Regions from separate parts of the Sus scrofa genome. Here region 1 is linked to region 2. A link is a contact called in public HiChIP or PLAC-seq data. All regions are on one chromosome and are shown on one strand. Each heading gives the region's core, a stretch centred on a gene start, on an enhancer-like site or on the middle of the called end of the contact. The rest is flanking DNA. Distances are from core to core; before and after follow the strand shown.

Region 1 (3,950 bases), core at 1,147-3,646, 180 kb after region 2:
ACAACATCAGGTACAAAAAATACACAATATTAACATAATTAATGTATAAGACAGTTTTAAAAGGTAAAATATTTTGACAGGTTAAAAAAATACAAACATTCAAAAAAAAAAAAAAAAACCCAAAAGGGGGTCTCCACCCGGATTCAACAATGGGATCAATGCAGTAGCTAAGATTATATTCAGACTGGAACAAATTCTGGAAAGTCATGCTACAAAAGAGAATGAAAAAAAATGCTGGGCAGCTCAAAATTTTATAGCCAATACTCAAAGTTAAAATGTTTGTGTCTCCTAACCTCTAAAGACAACAGAGGGGTTCCCCCATTAAAAAAAAAAAAAAAAAAAAAAAAAACCAGGGCCAACAAGCATACTGGTGCCATCATCAGTGTCCTTATGCTCCCTGTTCCTACGACCTCAGTGAGAAGGGAATGAAGCTTTCCAAATCAAGGTTTGAATGCCTATAAATCTACCAAGACAGACAACTAATTTCTATCTCTGATTTTTTAAGATAACACCCCCCCCAGAAAATAAAAAGATGGGAACACCTCCAACCTCCAACCATCCAATGAGGCTTGGGCTTTACATCTGCTACTGTTGATATACTAAGCCACTTCAAGAGCCAAAACTGATTGATTACTCTGTACTTACCCGACAAGGGATGAAAAGACAGATCTGAAATAAATGAGCATCAAGAGGACAGACTCAGAGACTAACGCAGCTGCTGACTTGCTTCATCCCTCAATTCCAAAACGATTAGCAAGGCTTTCTAATACAGATTCCATACTATACTCAATGACAACCCAACACAGAAACAGAGGCTGCTGAAACCAAGACCCACATTACTAAAAACGTAAAATTTTACTGAAAGACATGGTCTGAGCAACCAGAGATTAAAAATAAGCTCCAACTAGGTGAGGTTGGCAGAAGACCATACTGCTGCCTGACCATACCACTCCCCTCATCACTGAATTCTTCTAACACCAAGGGAAGGATTGCAGAAAGAACTCCAGCACCAAACAAGGGCCACATTAGAAAAGTTACAGGTGGCATGAGTCAGACTGAAGTCAATAAAGTTTCAGATGATTTCAATCGATAGCAGAGAATCTCGCAAGGAAACCAATACACTTCCTTAAACCCTCTTTGCCTTATTCCAGAAGAGTTTCCCACTCACAGAGTCTGACTTCTGTGAGTGACGAACGAGAGCTCCCCTGTGGACTTCTAGTTCTTTCTATTCCAACACACGCTTCTTGCTCTGGGTCACCAGACAGCATTACTGTGTGCCCCTTAACGGTTGTTCAACTCCCACATTCCAAATCTCCGGCCAGATTGAGGTACACTTGGGGATCCTTCCAAACATGCACACATTTTGGCAGCCCAAGGAGATGCGAGGCAAAGAGCATCAGGGAAAATGGAAACCCAACATTCTGCTTAAAGGGAGGGTCTGCCTTCTTCACCTTTCTTTCTCATCAAGTACCTAGCACTAGGGAGTTGCTTGAAGTGCCCTGAAAGGAAATAAAAAGACGAAAGGGACCTACATTTAGACACAAGCAGATTCCCAGGAAGAGGTTTTCCATCTTACTGGACTCTTGCAGTGTCAGCATTTGGGGGTCCCTCTGAGGCCACAGCTGGGTTGGGCCTGAGAACATATTCGGACCCCATCACCTTCGGGATCCCTGACTTGGCCTGGGTCAAATGTTTTTAAGTAAATTCCAGCCAAAGTGGACAACACTTGGGCCTTAGGGACGCACAAGGCCTCCTGTGCACAGAACACAGGTCGCCTAACAGAACTTCACGCTAGTGGTCATTCATAGGCCGTTCTAGGGCTGGCCCCTTAGGAACGCATCCTGGTCGCGTCTTGGACTTCTTATCCCCCCCGAGAGTGCCTGGGACTGTGGTTTTATGGCCTGAGAACCAGTTAGGCCTCGAAGGCCAGGCCTGAGATGTGTGCACTCTGCGCCGCGAGCTCCCTCCTTCCCCACTTGCGGCGGGACTGGGTTTCCCGCCCCACAGCCCGACCAAAGGTTGGTGGCAGTTGGAGGCAGTTGGGACCGGCCCTAGCAGGTTGGAACCGGTCTGGGCCGGGACGGAGGAAAGGGGGGAGGGAGAGGCCGCCTCGCGCTCTCCCTGCGCGCGTGACTCACGCTGGCCGCTGACGTCAGGCGTGCGCGCGCGGCGGGGGGGGGGGCTCTACGTACGTGTAGTGCTGCGGTTTCTCGGGCTGTGCCTGCAGCACCTGAGCGGTAGCGGCCGGGGGCGCCGAGGAAGCTGCGGAGCCGCCGGGCCCGGGGCCCTTCGACATGGTCCTGTCTTCCTGCCTCTTCGCCGCTCCCCTTTTATTATTCAGTCTGCGCGGTCCGCGCCGAGGCACTAGTGCGCCTGCGCCGCGCCACGAGAACGTGAAGACCCCCCGCACGGCAGCGAGGGTTGCTGGGAGTTGTAGTCCTGGGTCAGGCTGGAATTTTACCGTCCGCCGAGGGTTGCTGCCAAAGGAACGGACCACAATACCCAGAGAGCCTTGCAGACGGTATCCCGGATGCTGAGGGCCCGAGACGGTTTCTGGGGATTGCAGTCTCGCCCTGTCTCTCCTTAACAGCCGGTTTCCCCGTTCGTGGGGGAACCTTTGCCTGAAACTGGAGCACCTGGAGTAGAAGAGGCCCAGAGCTAGGGAGGGCTTAACGACTGCAGTGAAACAGTTCCAAGTGTAATTCCACGGCCAACAGTGTAATAATTATCTCGCCTCCATACTTAGCAAAGCTTGGGCTCGGTTCTGATGCCGCCCTGAGCAATGGGCCTTTGAGCTTCAGGCACCTGGACTCTGCCAACATCCTCGCTCGTTCAGCGGGAACAAGCTGAAAATCATAAGGGAAAGTCGGCCTGCTGGAAGTCAGCGTGAGAAAGCTCTGCTAACGAAGAGCTACACAACCCAGTACTCTGTTCCTGCGCCTTTGCTCAGGCGCTCCATACACCTTTACGAGCTCTGAAACCTGGAACTCCACGGTTTCAGTCCTTTCTCAGCTCGACACTTGGCCTGACCAATTTGTTTCCAGTACGTTAAGGGCCAAGGACGAACTTAATCTCCATCTAGCATAGTCTCAGGTGCACTGGCAAGTTGCAGGGGGCTTCGAGAAGCATCACAGTGTCCAGAGGAAGGGCCTGGGTTTGAGTCAGGAGTGCGATTTATTATAATTTACCCTAGTTTCCTGCTCTGAATGCCAGCCTTTCTACTTGGGAAAATGTCTCCTCCCCGCTTCCCTCCAGTCAGATGAAGTTCTTCATAGATACTTGAAACTTACCATCTTAACTTTGTTTTCCTTATTTAATCTATTTAAAGACATTGTTTTAAAGACTGATTTGTATCTTATTAAGTAACATTAACTCATGCTAATCTCGTAAAAGAAACACATTCCCAGTAACCTTAGGGGCAAAGCAGGAAGGGGTGAATGTAAAAGTGTTAATATGCAGGACTGACACATGCCTATTTTATTTAGTTCCAAGTAACCACATCAGAAGCCAAATTGTCAGCCTACAAAGCTGAGAAACGAGTATTTCTTAAACAGGCCAAATCAATTGTTTCACCACTAGGGGCGTTTGAAGATGAAAAATTCCAAAAGGAGAAACAAGTTGAGGTGTATTGCTTTAATCCTATTAAATGCAGATAATTGGCTTATCTGTTATTCCCCCCACCCCACCCCACCCCGAATACCCAAGTGTGATTTGAATGGAGAAAGATAGTTCAGACGGCTGGATTTTAAATGTGTGTGTACCATGAACTTCAGAATAAGAGTGTACGGGTAGAATTGGGAGATGATATCATCCAAGCTGCTTAATTTACAGGAGAGGAAACCGAAACTCAGAGAGATTAAGTAACTTGCACCGAGTTTCTAAGTCTGTGACAGAACAGGAACTAGGACCGTAGCCAGATGCTGCATCCCATTCTGCATTGTTTGTATCAA
Region 2 (4,240 bases), core at 259-2,758:
GTCTTTTTGCTATTTCTTGGGCCGCTCCCGCGGCGTATGGAGGTTCCCAGGCTAGGGGTCCAATCGGAGCTGTAGCCACTGGCCTACACCAGAGCCACAGCAACGCGGGATCTGAGCCTCATCTGCAATCTACACCACAGCTCACGGCAACGCCGGATCGTTAACCCGCTGAGCAAGGGCAGGGATCGAACCCGCAACCTCATGGTTCCTAGTCGGATTCGTTCACCACTGCGCCACGACGGGAACTCCTAACTACTAATCTTGATTCGTTTTTTGGTGCTCCCTTTTGTCTGAGGTGAATGCCTCACTCACCGTACTTATTGCCAGGACTGTTACTAAAAACTGATGCAATAAGGAACAGCTTGCAAGTGTACAGTTTTTAATTTATTTTTATTTATTTTTTAAAGGGCATTAGTTATGTTGTTACAAAGGTAGATGAAAGATACAGATGTGTAGTGTGCCATTACCTGATCACCCTGGCATGAAGTCAAAAAGTAACTAAAATAAGCAAATCATTCAATAGCATGTTAAGTATTTTACTGAGCAATTCTTTAGGGATCAAAATAAAAAACCACGACTGGTTGACAGTGGCTGTTTCTGAGGATAGGCAACTTGAGCTTTTCATTACAAATCCTCCTACACTAGTTCTTTGATGACGACGATAATTGTGAAACAGAAAAGTCTGGATTCCAAGACCTGTGAACACACAGTTCTAAGTCTCACTCCAAGTCCACACCCACCCAGAAACGGTGGGTGGGGGGAAGCACCTGCAATTCCACACCCAGCTCCTCGCAGCCCTTGCCTCCGGCAGCAAAGATACCATTATCTTAACAAAAGACAGCTGGAGCCTCTCCCCGGTGCAACTTTGGACCCCGTCTTTTCCTTTTTTCCTCCAACCTTGGATAGTTTCGCGGAATCCTACGACCTCCCCCAGCAACTGCGCAAGGCCCACAGGCGCATCGCCCGCAGCCCTAGAGGTTCCGGCCACCGGCGTTTCCGGGGAGGCCTTTAGCGGACGGACCCCGAAGCGGCGGGGCGGGCAGGTCCCAAGGCGCAGGCGCAGTCCTCCTCCGACGCGGTGCCCCGCCCCTTCCCCGCCCGTCGCTAACCTGTCAGGGCGTCGGGGGGGCTTCACGTTGCCTCTTTCCGCCCAGCGTGATCACGTGACGGGTGAGGGGTTAGGTTACCGAGAGCTCCCGGCTTGTCCCCCCTCTGCAGTTTCTCGACCTTCTTCCGGGCACCCCCTTGCCCGGGGGCCGCTCTGAGGCTCCTCTCGCCGAGAGGCAGGGACTCACCCGCCCCGAGGCTCTCACTGGCGCCTCCTCCGCCTCGGCCGCGGCAGTCACGCGGCGCGGGAGAAAGGGCGGGCCCGGGCGGGCGGAGGCGAGCGGGGGCGGGGACTCGCGCCGTCCTGGGCGGCCCTTAGGGCTGGCGCCGCGCTGGAGGTGCAGATAACCCGCTGGTGCTGCCCTCGCTGCTGCTGTCTCCGCCGCCTCCCCGACCTCCGCTGCCTCTGCTGGCTGTCACCATGAACCAGGACCTACAGAAGGAGCGAGCCGCCGCCAGCTTCAACCCGGAGCTGCTCACACACGTCCTGGACGGCAGTCCAGAGAATACCCGGCGCCGCCGAGAGATCGGTGAGGACGGCGGGCCGGGCCTCCCTCCCCGCCCTTCCCGGAGCAAAGCTTGAGACTCCCACCGGGAGGAGTCAGAGCGGCTGTGAGGCGTAGGCCGCAACCTCCGGCTCAGCTTTAGGGGAACCGGGAAACCCCCTCCCCACACTTTTAGAGATGCTTGTGGCGGGGGAATCGCCCATCCTGAGAGGGGATCTGTACCCGTAAGTCCGAAACCTGCTGTGATCCGGGGAGCTGTAACAGAGCCTTGAATCTGTGTTTCTCTTGATACCCTATCATTCTTTTCCAGAAAACATGATTCTGAGTGACCCAGACCTGCAGCATGAGGACCTGAACTTCCTCAGTCGAAGCCAGCGTTACGAGGTGGCTGTTAAGAAGAGCGCCACCACGGTGAAGAAGATAAGGGAGTTTGGCCTCGCAGACCCAGATGAAATCCTGTGGTTTAAAAAGTAGGTATGCGGAGCTTTCCCGTGGAGGATCCGAGGTAACTAACCCGACTAGTATCCCTGAGGATGCAGGTTGGACCCCTGGCCTCCCTGAGTGGGTTAAGGATCAGGAGTTGCAGTGAGCTGTTGCAGGTCTGCAGCTGCTGCTCGAATTTGACCTCTAGCCTGGGAACTTCCATATGCAGCTGGTGTGGCGCTAAAAAGACAAAAAAGACCCCCCCCCCCAAAAAAAGGTACGTGTGTCTTAGTTTACATCAAGTGCCCAAGCCCAAACTAAAGCCACAATCTGTGGTGTCCTTTTTCTCTTGTTTGGCGTTTGAAGACTCAAATTGGCATATTTTCACACCACTTTAAAGTTGTAAGTATGAGAAATAAGGTTTCCGCTTACATTTAAGCCTTTTCAGTGGATGACATTTGTACAAAGCTTATAATGGAGATGCTGTAATAGGATTTCAAGAATCATACAAATTCTGTCCACGTGTGTCAATTTTGAGTGATTTAAATGCAGAATGACTTTGCTGTTTGTAAGAAGGAGGCCTGCTGAATCTAGAAGCTAAATTGGGAAGGAATTTTTTTTCTCAGCTGCAAAGACCAAACATTTAAATATTTTAGAGCAATAACAGATTGTATTTTCACATGATAGTGTAGCTCTTGAGTTTAATAATGGAAAATAGGGATGGATGAAAAAGAACTTGAGTCAAACCTCAGAATGGATATAAGGATTCAGCATTTTTTAATCTGGTAACGGTGTTTAAATGGCTCTTATGTGAGTGAATAGACACCTCATAAAACATGCCTTGGTCCTACTCTTGAAAACTGACCTTTTTTCAGACCATCTGCTTTTGGTTGTGTTTTTTTCATTAGAAAGAAAACACAAACTTTTTTTTGTTTGTCTTTAAACAGTATAATTATAGGAACCTAGTACAAGATTCCTTTGGCCTATAACATCTCTTAACAGTTTTTGTTTGTTCCTGTTTTAGGTTCCTACATATTAGGTTTTAGGTTTCTACATTTTAGAACTCCACTATTTTCATCAATAAAGAGCAAATGAGGAGTTCCCGTTGTGGCCCAGCGGTAATGAACCTGACTAGGATCTGTGAGGACCTGGGTTTGATCCCTGGCCTTGATCAGTGGGTTAATGATCCGGCATTGCCATGAGCTGTGGTGTGGGTCATGGACAAGGCTCCGATCTGGCGTTGCTGTGGCTGTGGTGTAGACCAGCAGCTATAGCTCAACCCCTAGCCTGGGAACCTCCATACGCCTCAGGTGTGGCCCTAAAAAAAAGGCAAAGAGTAAATAATGTGAATGGTACTTATTTAAGAGCCAAGAAAAGTGGAACATGGTACAGGTTCTGCCTTTTTGTAGCAATAGTCATTATTCCTTTTTACTGCTGCCTTTAATACATTTGGTATCTAATTATTTTTAACTCCATCGGGTTATTATTTTCAAGAGGAAATGATTTACTTTGACCCTTAGGATCACACTCAGAACTCCTTTCCATTTTGGTTATAAAAACATGGTTAATTTATTTTCGATAGCCTAAATCAGAGTACTTAGCAACTTCCAAATGCTCTTTTTTTTTTTTTTTTTTTTTAATTTTTCAAGTTTGTAACCCCTGGCTGTGAGGCTATCGAGGTGGAATAACTCCTAGCTTCTGTTTCTGATTTACCTGAGTTGGGTTTGTCACCTCGTTAGTATGATTTAATTCTTCCCTTAAAACAGCACGGAAGAGGTGGTTGGGTTGGTTTGACTTTTGTATGGTGAATGCAGTGTGTTTCAGAGGGTGGTTGGAAGATTTTATAACCTTGGTGGTTCCTGATGTGTAACCAGACTCCAGTGAAGTCCCAACAGAACAAGGTCCTTTATGTAAGTTAAAGATCACTGGACACCAGCCAGTTGTTTTCTTTATCGTTTTTTATGACACAGCCCTTTCTGCTTGGGGAGTAACTTTGGCATACCCTTTGACATCTCTCCAGTATTTCTGAGATAGGACAGGGAGGTCACTTTATTAGAGAAAGGGATTGCAAATTAGTCTTTGCAATTCCCCAACACTATCAATTGTCCCTCATGCCCGGGTTTCATGGGTCACTAACAGAGTTAACTGTGATAGACCATAAATAGTGAGATAGGCACCAGATTTCTTTGTTTCTTTCTTTCTTT

Evidence for each region. HiChIP or PLAC-seq counts read pairs in DNA pulled down with a chosen protein or histone mark.
Region 1: a contact with region 2 is called in an H3K27ac HiChIP or PLAC-seq map of alveolar macrophages. The contact joins the promoter of UNK here to the promoter of ACOX1 in region 2. A contact is called at or near these places in 1 of 5 promoter capture datasets (fetal liver), 2 of 47 Hi-C or Micro-C datasets (liver and skeletal muscle) and 1 of 2 datasets of contacts at active chromatin or transcription factors (alveolar macrophages).

What each region holds. Positions count from the first base shown.
Region 1 is chr12:5,625,853-5,629,802 of Sscrofa11.1, forward strand. UNK (RING finger protein unkempt homolog) reads right to left here and starts at 2,397. Exons shown (of 15, transcript XM_021066619.1): 1 at 2,193-2,397. The coding sequence starts at 2,296.
Region 2 is chr12:5,449,766-5,454,005 of Sscrofa11.1, forward strand. ACOX1 (acyl-CoA oxidase 1, palmitoyl) reads left to right here and starts at 1,509. Exons shown (of 14, transcript NM_001101028.1): 1 at 1,509-1,637; 2 at 1,924-2,083. The coding sequence starts at 1,529. TEN1 (CST complex subunit TEN1) reads right to left here and starts at 1,375. Exons shown (of 4, transcript XM_003131187.4): 1 at 1,110-1,375.